2 separate regions of the Zea mays genome follow, and region 2 is linked to region 1. A link is a contact called in public Hi-C data. All regions are on one chromosome and are shown on one strand. Each heading gives the region's core, a stretch centred on a gene start, on an enhancer-like site or on the middle of the called end of the contact. The rest is flanking DNA. Distances are from core to core; before and after follow the strand shown. Region 1 holds the start of LOC100285734. Region 2 holds the start of LOC103643956 (lecithin-cholesterol acyltransferase-like 1).

Evidence for each region. Hi-C and Micro-C count contacts between places; a contact is called where the count stands out from the background.
Region 2: a contact with region 1 is called in a Hi-C map of leaf, with 8 times the contacts expected there. The contact joins the promoter of LOC103643956 here to the promoter of LOC100285734 in region 1. A contact is called at or near these places in 4 of 25 Hi-C or Micro-C datasets (bundle sheath, endosperm and leaf).

What each region holds. Positions count from the first base shown.
Region 1 is chr1:278,896,484-278,902,085 of Zm-B73-REFERENCE-NAM-5.0, forward strand. It overlaps LOC100285734, which reads left to right and starts at 2,399. Exons shown (of 4, transcript NM_001158625.1): 1 at 2,399-2,967; 2 at 4,077-4,292; 3 at 4,454-4,811; 4 at 5,199-5,602. The coding sequence starts at 2,589.
Region 2 is chr1:279,101,712-279,107,313 of Zm-B73-REFERENCE-NAM-5.0, forward strand. LOC103643956 (lecithin-cholesterol acyltransferase-like 1) reads right to left here and starts at 2,594. Exons shown (of 3, transcript XM_008667126.4): 1 at 1,957-2,594; 2 at 1,936-1,955; 3 at 695-1,811. The coding sequence starts at 2,388. The coding sequence ends at 896.

The sequences.
Region 1 (5,602 bases), core at 1,149-3,648:
AAACAAAGCGTGCGCGGGTTTTGATTCCGTTTTCTTTGCCCCCCCCCTCTCTTCCCTTCTTTTTTTTTTACCGTCGCGTGAGAATAGCATAGATGGGAATGAGTTTGGTGGGTGGGGACTGGGGACTGGTAGAGAGGGAGAGAGAGGCGGAACAGCTGGCATGCGCGTGTGGTGTGTGTGCACGAGTATTTATTTTGGATCATAGCGCCCCCTCCCCTCCCACCGCACTGCTGTGTGTTGTTTATGCCAGGCGCTATGATTATGTCATGTGGCGAAGATTTTTAGGCCGCTCCGTTGTTTTTTTTACCACGCGGTTAACACAGACAGAAGTTAAGCCGCGTTACTGTTACTGCTGGGGACGAGTTCATTGTCCAGCTAGCGGCTGGAAAAGTCGATGTGGCTCAAGGCCCCTGCTGCTGGAGTGCCCAAGACTGTGAGAGCTGTTAGCCAAGATGTGTTAACTTTTTTTTTTGTTGCAGCACTAAAAACCGCTTGGTACCGTTGGGTGATCCAGAGTTGACCCCGTAGCGTCGTAGAGCCGAGGCCACTACTTATTACTTACTGGTCAGTCGCGCGGAGACATTCCCTCGCGTACTTACTGATAGGCAAGTTACCGATGCGATGCCATTTTACTCCAGGTAAACAAAAAAAGAAGAAGAAGCTCACAGGCCAACCACCACGGGTCGACCGATGAACGGCGCGCGCCCAGGATTAGGATACTGTACTCTGCTCCAATCTAGCAGTAGCATCGATGTAGCGGTTGTAATAACCACGACGTCCATTGTTGGGGGGGGGGGGGGGGGAGGAGGCTGAACTGAACTGATGAAAATGCACGCGGCCCCGGCGGTCGTCGGGACGGGAGGACGCCGCCGCCCAGCCTCGCGTATACTATTTGGGACTGGACTGGAGTACCAGGGACCGAGCAAGCGGGAGCTGAGCTGATGTGCCTTGACTGGATCACGTCTTGACGAAGCCGTGTCGGTTCGATCGATTCGGTACACGATGGAATGCGTCGTCGCCACGTGCGAAGCACATGCCCGCCCGCACAGTCATATAAGTATGGAGGGGAGAGAATAGAGGATAACACTTGCATCCGAGAGAGCACTCGCATCCGATCATTTTTGTGGAGCAGAAGCATTACAATATTTATGATAAATTTCATATATAGACTCCAGAAGACACTACACTCTTTTTTAAAAAACCAAACATTTAGAAAATAAAATTGAGTCGCTCTGTTCTACTCTGCTTATTAACGAAACACATCCTTAGTTTCGAGCTGGTCCAGAGCGCGTGCAACCCCAATCCTTTGCCGCGTTGCTCCAAGCCGCAAAGTTAGCTACGGCGCGTGTTGCACTGCACGAGACGCGCGCGCGCGCACACACGCAAACTGGGTTGCGATATACATACAATACTAGAGTAATTGCGTGGCCTACGAGTCTACGACTCGCGACCTAATCTCCAACAGCAAGCGGCTGCAGGGGCCCGGGCCGGCGGAATCCAGCGCCAATAATTCGCTATGGCTATAGATCGTGTCACCGCCTTACTGATGATCTAGCGCGCGGTGTCCCCTGTGACTGTGTAAGGCAGGCGGGGCAGCCGGCCGGCCGGCAGCACCACTGGCTCTACCGAGAAATCCCCACACTGTGTGAGCAGTGCCCTGAGGCCTGAGAGGGCTTCCTTGTACAGCTACAGTGCCTGTGTGGTGTGGCAGCATGCATGGTTTGGTTTGGGATCGTTCTTCGAAAGCTCCGTGGAACCGAGTCCGAGTGGTGAGTGGTGAGTGGTGACAGGAGACGGTGAGAGGCCGAGAAGGGTCACACTTTGGGAGTAGGCGTATACATCACCTTTCAGCGGCCCTGTCCCGAACATGGAAACAGGCAATAACGTCCCCATCTAACATGTACCATCGAAATCCCAATCCTGTGTGGTAACATCTCTCGCAACACTTTACCCTGCAAAGATGCCTCCCCTCCTCAATTGGCAAAACGGTAAAAATATCAGATGGCCATCAAAGACCCCCCTTCTTTTTTACCGCAGTGGCAAGAACCAAAGGGCAAAGGATAGCTCTCTCCTAGTCCTGGCCAGGCTACTACCACCGATACCATCCACCATGTTTTACCGTCTCTCCCTCCTCTGCACCGCCCTCATCCAATTCTGCTGGTAGGGTGAAACGGAAACGCCCCTAAAATTTTCACCGCACTTACCTATTTTATCCTGCCGCCCCACTCCTCCAGCTACTACTAGTAGCTGTCTTTACTGCGCCTCCCCTCCTCTCGCCGTGCCTGCGCCTGCCTCCAAAAGAAAAACCAGCCTGGTTTCCCGAGCGCAGGCCGCAACCACCCCTCCCCACGGCCCCCGTAAGTAAAACCCAAGGCCACCACCATGCACCCACCGAGCACACATACACACTCACCAGCAGGCAGCAGCAGCTAGCCAAGCTATACCACTAGAACCAGAGCACAACTCAAAGCAATGCCGCCGCCTCCTCCTCCTCCGCCCCACTCCCACGCTTCCCATCCCGCGCCGCATGGACGCGAGCAGCACTAGCGCGGGGGCACACAGCACGGCGAGCGGGCGGGGGCGCGACGATGGACCTGGGCGGGTCGGTGGTGATGGACGCGGGCGCCTCGGAGCTGGGCCTGCTCGGCGGCGGATCTAGCAGGCTGCTCAAGCACGGGCGGGGGCCCAATGCGGCGGGGGGAGACGACGACGTGTGGGGCGGCGGCAGGGCCAAGCAGCCCAGGACAGGGACAGCGCCCGTCGTCGCCGGGGACGTGGCGGCTGCCACCAAGGCGGCGGCGGCGCCGTTCCTGCTGGGCTCGTGCAGTCCCGGCCACGGCGGGGAGCAGATGCTCAGCTTCTCGTCCGCCGCCGCCGCCGCCGCGGCCTCGTGCGCCTCCTCCACCGCTGCGGCTGATGGCGGCGGGGCCATGCCGCTGTACTACGGGACCCCGGCCTCTTGCTCAGGTGAGCGCGAGCACGGCGACGGCGTACCCGTGCTACTGCTTGTTGTGGCGGTGCCGCTTGCTGCTGCAAAGCTTACTTCTTTTTTTCCCGTTGCTTGTTGATTGGATTTTGGTGATTGAAAAGCTTGCTATCCACTTCTTCTCCAGTATTATTGCTTTTCGGTTCGATTCGATTCACCCTGCTTTCTCTCTTTGCTCTTGGTCTCGTAGCTACAGATTTATTTATTTTTACTTGGTTATGTCTACTGACTGACTACTGCTTATCCTTAAGCTGATCTGTGCCCTCTTCCGTTTCTTCTCCTCTTCTTCTTTCTTCTAGCTTCAGTTATTTAGTGCATCTACTCTAGATTCATGGGGTTTTCATGACCAGTGTTGACTCTTTTAACCTGCCAATGATCTTTGTATGGGGTTTTCCTCTCTCTTTTCGTCTTCTGGAGATTTAGATTAGTGACGACTGTAAAAGTTCTTCCACCTCTGGAAAAAAGAAATGGTTTTAAATAGTATTTTAAAAAAAGCTTTATTGAATCATCCGTGATATGTATCGACATAAGTTTGCACTTCTTTTTGCTGACATCCGCCAACGCTTTTCTTGTCCTCAACGGCGCCGCGATCGTGTGGATTCCTTTTTGTCACGCCGCCTGCTGATAATACGACTACTAGTTCTTATTAGAGGAAGAATGAAAAAGAATGGCGTGATCTACCTCGGACCTATACCTTCACCCCTTTCTCACTCAGAAACCTAAAAACCAAGAAACAGCTAAAAGAGCATGAATGCACGCAAGAAAGTCTCAAGAATACAATGGAGCCTCGCGATTCAAGTTCACTGTCGGGACCCAACAGTGTGGTCCTTGGTCGGCTTGCTATGGACATCACCTATAAATCTGTGCTGCTTATCAGGTTTCTGATCCTTGCATGCAGGCGCTCCGTTCCAGGTTTTTGTGTCTTTTTTTGCTTGCCTTTTATCCTGCCCTAGGATCGTGTTTAGGAAACGCTTGCATCTCGGCGGTCATCTCTATGAAGCAGTACACATGTTTTTGGCTGCGCCTTGTTGGCTTCCACCGTTTTGCTGCTCATCTCTCCTAACTATGCCTGCCTGTTTGCTCCCCGCAGGATTGAGCTCGGTGAGCTTGAGCACCAGCATGCAGGGGGCAATGGCCAGGGTGAGGGCCCCATTCACGCCGTCCCAGTGGATCGAGCTCGAACACCAGGCCCTGATCTACAAGTACCTGGCCGCGAACAGCCCCATACCTCACAGCCTCCTCATCCCCATCAGGAGGAGCCTCGCAGCGTCTCCCTACCCGCCTTCATACTTCGGCACGAGCACATGTAAGCCAAGAAAGAGTGGGGAACCGAGCGCAAAAGCAAAGCGACCGAGAGTGTGCTTTTTGGGCTAGCTTCAGTTCCATCATGCACATCGATATGCTAAAAGCCGTGTCGATTGTTTCTTTTCCGGATCTTGATTTGGCGCTGTTGCGTGTTGGGCGCAGTGGGGTGGGGCTCTTTCCAGCTGGGCTACTCCGGCAATGCGGATCTGGAGCCTGGGCGGTGCCGCCGGACGGACGGCAAGAAATGGCGGTGCTCCAGGGACGCGGTCGCCGACCAGAAGTACTGCGAGCGACACATGAACCGGGGACGCCATCGTTCAAGAAAGCATGTGGAAGGCCAGCCTGGCCATGCCGCGAAAGCCATGTCCGCGGTGGCGGCGGCGGCTGCTGCTGCTGCCCAGCCTGCTGCTCTGGCCGGCGCCGGAGCTCCTGCTGCTGGCCTCACTGTCAATCAGCACCAGCTGCCGGCGAAGAGCTACGCCACGGGTGCGACTGACCCTTGCTCTCTGCAATATAACAGGTATTTTCTTCTGCTCTGCTTGTGCTCGAAATGCTGTAACACGTAAGGAATATGTCGTCTAGTCTTGGTCTTGCTAGCCAAACTATCTGCTTTCGTCAAACTGGCGCTAGATTGAATGTTTATTTGCTTTCTCCTACATTCTTCCAGCTGCCCTAGTGTGACACTGGACTTCTCTGATGTGATATTGTGATACTTGTCCAGGTGCTGGTAGTGTAGTGTAGGGCTGTAGGTGTTGTGTTTACAGTATCGAGTTCCATCCCAAAGTCTTCAATCTATATACAAGTGTTTCCATGAATTTGCAAACATGAACATGTTCATGGGCCCTCAAATTTCAGTCGCTCTTTGATGTACATGCTAACTAATCCCACTGCTGAATGATCCATGCAGGGAACTGGTGAACAAACAGAATGAGAGCGAAAACATGCAGGACTCCGACAACCTCTCGATGCTGACTTCCATGAACACAGGAAACACAGGCAGCGTGTTCCCATTCTCGAAACAAAACACCAATCCTTTTGAAGTGACCAGCTCAAGGCTAGAGTTCGGCCTCGTTTCATCGGATTCACTGATGAGTTCCCCTCACAGTTCCTTGGAGAACGTCAACCTGCTCGGCTCACAGAGTATGAACGAACACCAGAACCCAGCCTCCCTGCAACACTTCGTGGACTGGCCCAGGACGCCTGCCCAGGGAGGCCTTTCATGGCCCGAAGCTGAAGACATGCAGGCTCAGAGGTCACAGCTCTCCATATCTGCTCCCATGGCATCCTCCGAGCTATCGTCGGCCTCCACAT
Region 2 (5,602 bases), core at 1,344-3,843, 210 kb after region 1:
ATATATAAGTTTAATGGGTCTCCGCGGGGAACGGGGATAGGGAAGGTTTCCCCATCCCCGTCCCCGTTTACCCATCGGGGGAGGATTTTTTCCCCGTTTACATCCCCGCGGGGGGAGAACCTTCCCCCCGGGGAATCGGGGATCGGGGCCCATTGTCATCTCTAGTTTGGTGCTTCTTGTGACTTCTGTTTGTAGGCCTACAAGTCACGAATACGAGACACTGCATCCCGACGAGTTCGCATATGTTATACAGAGATTTTTTTTCCATTTGCGGGGTTAAGGGAAGTTTTGGAGAGGGAGAAAAAAATACGGTGAAAGTGGATTGAAAAAGAGGATGTACTCTAATTTTTTTTCATTTCATGTATATGTTAGTTTTTTAAGGAAAGGGGGTTATTTTTATGAATCCGGTGGAGTTGCTCTAGAATTTAGTTTTTTCCCTATCTGTTGGATTCTGTCTCCAACAATTATATCTTTATGGACGTAAACAACAAGCATGTCTATCTTGAAGAGTGTTTTTATTCACTCTCTGAATTATTATTTAGAAAGTTATTTTTATTATAAGATGTTTATAACTTTACATTCTTCAATATTTTTCCTATATCTTGATTCAACTCTAGAGAACCATTTTTATTTTCTGTTTTTATTAGCGAGAAATCTAGAATAGTATATTTGGATAACTACTTTAAAACCCTGGTTAAATGTACTTTTTCCCAAAAAAATTTATTCATAACGATTAAGAAATACATAGAGAACTCTAATAGGCACCAGCTAAAGCAAATCCCGATAATCCTTACAGAAAAAACAATAAACTTTTTTCCAAATAAAAAAAACTAGCTGCTGTCGCCGATTTAAGTGAAAAGAAATCATCGTTAGTTGTCTACTAAAGCAAAACATTCTAAGAGGAATGATGATAGCTCGTGGCGTTCAGGTTGATAGAATCGATGATCCTTATGATCTGCTCCAGCGCGCTCTTGTCGCTGAGCATGCCGGAATGCGACACCTTGGGCAGCTCCACCACCTCGACGACCTGCGCCGGCGAGTCCGACCACGCCTTGATCGGGCCTATGAGGCTGGCCAGGTTCACCGTCCCGTCGCCGTCGCCATAGACCACCTTCTCGGGGGCCTCGTCGAAGCCGCGGTCGCCGTACACGAGGCTCTCCACCGTGTCGACGCCGGTGCCCACGAGGCACGTCAGGGGCACGCCGGGCTCCGGCAGGGCCTCGACGAGCGGCCGTATCCGCGCGCGGTACGGCTCCACGCCTTCCTCGAAGCCGATGTCCCGGAGGAACTGCGTCATGTTCTTGGCGGAGTAGGAGCGGTTGTGGGCCCGCGACAGCACCAGCGTGGTGTTGCCGAACACGCTGGGCGTCGGCAGCAGCCAGAGGTTGCTCTCGGCGGTCCGCTGCTCGTCGCGGATGAGGGACGGGTCGACGAAGGGCACCCCGAGCGTGTTGCCGGAGGCGAAGGTGAGCATCTCCTGCACGGAGCCGCCCCACGGCGTGGAGAGCGTGACGAGGCGCCGCACGTGCGCCGCGCGCCACTGCGGCGGGCTGCGCGCCAGCAGCTGCAGCGCGAAGAGGCCGCCCAGGCTGTGCGCCACCAGGATCGCGGGCCTCCCGCCGCTGGCCGCGCACGCCGACTCCACCAGCAGCCTGAGGCGCTGCAGGTACGCGCTGCCCACCTGCGACGGGTGCCCCGGCCCGGCCAGCCCGTACCGGAAGTCGTACGGCGCGCCGAACAGGTCGCGGCCTTCCTCGTAGCCGGCCTCCTCCAGCGTGCTCGCCAGAGTGTTCATGTACCCCGTGAGGAGCCTGCACGTAGCACGCGTCGATTGTTCGTCGTCAGGTCTCAGGTCACGTCATCGACCGATGACACTTGGAACTCACCGTAGCATATATAATAAGCTGAGCGAATGGAAATGGTTGCTTTGGGTACTTGAGATTGGGGTCGAGGTCCTCCGCGGAGGGTGGAGGTGGAGCCGAAGTCGGAGACCCTGGTCTCGACGCCGGGCGCGTTGCGGTAGTCGTCGGCGTCGGCGTCATAGGAGAGCGTCATCCGCTCGGCGAAGCACCTGGTGAGCGGCGCGACAAGCACGGAGGGGTCGAACCAGAGGCGGAACCAGCCACCGCGGCCGCGCACGAGTGGCCACACCCGGCACACCAGGCTGGACGGCTCGTAGCCCTCCGTCAGCCGCGCCTCCAGCTGGTTGCCGCCCGCTCCCGGGATCAGCACCACGGGGTGCCGCTGCAGCTGCTCCGCGGCGCCAGGCCTGGCGACCGCCCTCGCCGCCGACGACGACACGCAGAAGGACGAACTCAGCGACAGCATAACCATCAGCGCGGCCACTGCTGGCACGCGGGCCAGCGAAAGGCGCCTCCCCACGTCCATGATCCTACTTGTTGCTTTTGGATCAGGTGGTCACTGCTACTTGCTAACTTTGTTGTGTGGTGACGGACGGTGCTCTTGGAGCCTACTTACTGATTGGCGATAATGCTACTTGGATCCCTTGGAGCCGCTCAAGAAGGCCCGCGGTAACGGTAGTGGTTACGTCGTCCTTGCTTTGCAGCAGTGGGTAGAGGCAAGGCAAGCGCGTCCGTCCGTCCGGATCGAGCTTGTGCCATCGTAATTATTCCGTGGTTACGCGATGACAGCGACTAATGTCCCTGTACCGTAACTTGTACGCGGTGCGTGTAGACTTGGAGGGCCCTGCTGTCGCCGGGTCTGGGGCTCGGGGCTGTCGGTCACGCGATCCCGGCGGTTGAGGCTATCCGCAACGCAACCGTTACCCCTAAATTTTTCCCCTATATAACTTTTCCTCCCTATTTTTTCCCCTATTTTTTCATCTCCCGCAGCAGTTCCCCCTAAATACTCCCTATACCCCACTACAACTATAAAATATCATTTTCTATATTAACTATCAATTTTTTATCTACTAACAATTACTCGTGGACCCACAACACAGTGTTTAAGGTGATGAACAGTGACACGCTAGATCTGGGGGGAGAGAGAAGGGTGCCGACGCGTAGGGGGTGCTGTAGGGGGCACCGCTGCGGCCGTAGGGTGCCCCCTACAGACGGCATGCAAGGGGAGGGGGATCGCTAGCTGTGACCGCTGCGCACAGCCTGAGGCTATCCGCAACCGTTACCCCTAAATTTTTCCCCCTATATCACTTTTCCCCCCTATTTTTCCTCCTATTTTTCCATCTCCCGCAGCGGTTCCCCCTAAATACTCTCCTTATACCCCACTACCACTATAAAATATCATTTTCTATACCAACTATCAATTTTTTATCTACTAACAATTACTCGTGTACCCACAGCACAGTGTTTAGGGTGATGAACAGTGACACGCTAGATTGAGGGGGAGAGAGAGAAGGACGACGGGCTAGGAGGCACCGCTGCGCGTGTGGAGCGCCCACTGCACGCGCCATGCAAGGGGAGGGGGCTGCATAGGGGCAGCCTTTGCGGTCAGTCTGAGAAGCACGTACCGGCTGCCTTCGATCGCCGGACAGGATCGGGCCGGGGGACGCGACAAAGGACAGGAACAGGGACAGGCGCTGGGCTTGCTTGTTTTGAATCCATGCGCTTCCTTGGATCCAAACATTGCCGAACTGGGCCGCTACGGCTAACCTCTGTGCTGGACTGCTGGATATGGGCCTCATCTGCTCACTACACATCGTAGGCTTCCGACGGGCCTACACGGATTCTGTACGGAGTTTGGAATATTTCTGCTTTTTTTTTCTTCTTTGTTTCAAGAGAAATGTTTATTCTACCACCTATTTGTTCGTTTTTTTTACTTTGTTTCAAGTAAACGTGCCCGTGACACAGGAATGAACGTCTTTGGTCTGCCCTCTGCAGGTGATCCATGCGCTCAAGCATTTCTTTGTTTTTTAATTATACCGTACTCGTATTAGTTGCAACATTAGGTTTGCACGTACACAACTTTTTACTATTTGTTATGAATCTCGATTAACGTGGCTTTTGAATAGCTAGCTTGCATGTTTTTTGGGTGCTCGCTGAAATGCTTGACGTGACTGCTTCGTTCTCCAGGAAGTGGTAGCAACTTGCCACTGTACGTACATCCACGTGGCTGCAGCTGTTATCTTGTATCTGTAGTTCTGTACACGGCGCAGTACACCTGTACCGTACACAAGACGTCTCTTGCTACTAGCAACGAACTGGGAAAATCATCAAAGCCGTGTGGCCGTGTCCATTGACCTCAACTCCAGGATATAATCCTGTATAGAATACTCGCTCTGTTTTTAAATTATAGAATATTTTTATATTTCTAAATAAATTAAAATATCTTCTCATAATTAAAAAAACACAAAGAAGCAACGCACTACCCTTGATTCTCTCCTCACGGCGACCGACTGACTCCGTCGATCCATGCGACTTGAAAGAGTCGACGCAAGCAGGTAGCAGGGACTCCCGCCCGTCTGACTTGAACAGGCCAAACCAAGACCCCAAGGTCACAACATGCCGTGCCAGACAGCCTCGTGAGTTCAGTCACGCGCAACCAACGAGAACGAGACGGGCATCGGTCAGAACTCAGGTACTCCCTGCTGGCAGCTGCGTCCGTAGCCATCCAGACAAGCCACTCGCCGGAGAACGAGTCGCATGTCCTCCACCTATATAACACTACATCAGAGCCCCAGCTACTGGAGATCGGAGGTTCGGATTCGGAGTGTACCACTTCCAGGTGCCACACTGCCACCCACCTCGCTCCCGAGAGCAGAGCTACGACGTGCAAGACAGCGAGAAGCAACCCGTACGTACGTTTGATCCCTCGAGGCCAGCAGACCGTACCATGGCGGCGGCGGTGACGGCGAGCAGGGGGACGCGCGCGCTGGCCATCTTAGGGCGGTGCGTGCGCGCGCCGTTCCGCGCCCTGGTCCGCGCGCGGGACCTGTACGTGAGCCGGATGGCGGCCTGCGCGGGGGGCGGCGGCGGCCGGGGAGGCCTGGCCCCCGTGGGGCTGGTGGCGATGCCGCGGTGCCAGAGCCACGGGTTCTACCGCTCGGCGGCGGGCGGTGGCACCGACGAGGACGTGCGGGAGCTCATCAGGGCGGCCTCCCGTGCCGGCCCGCCCAGGGCCCCCGCCGGCGTCGGGCCGCGGAGCCAGAGCGTGGCCATCGGCCGGATCGACGAGGACCGGCCGTGCGAGTTCGGGCTGGGCGAGGAGGAGAAGGCGCAGGCGCTGATGGGGCCCAGGAGCAAGAGCTGCGCCGTGGGGCCGTCGTCCAGGACGGCGGCTCGTAGGGCTGGCGTCGCCGTCGCGGCTTAGCTTAATAAATCCAACGCCGGCCGGCCGACGTTGCATTGCACCAGAAAATCCGCGTGCGCTGTACTAGTACCACAACATAAAATCTGCTGTTTTGTGATAAAAAAGAAACGCGAAAAATACGTGCGTCCGTCTGTGGGTTGCTTAATTCAGTACAGATTTCGGCTCTGCAGCTGTCCATGTTCATCTACTGTCCAGTGTTGTATTTATATATTATTGACATATTGTGTACCACCAGTAGAGAAGCTGAAAAAAAGAGAGCTATATACCATGAGTCAAGGACCAAAAAGGCCCCGTCTCCCCGGTGTCTCGGTGCCGA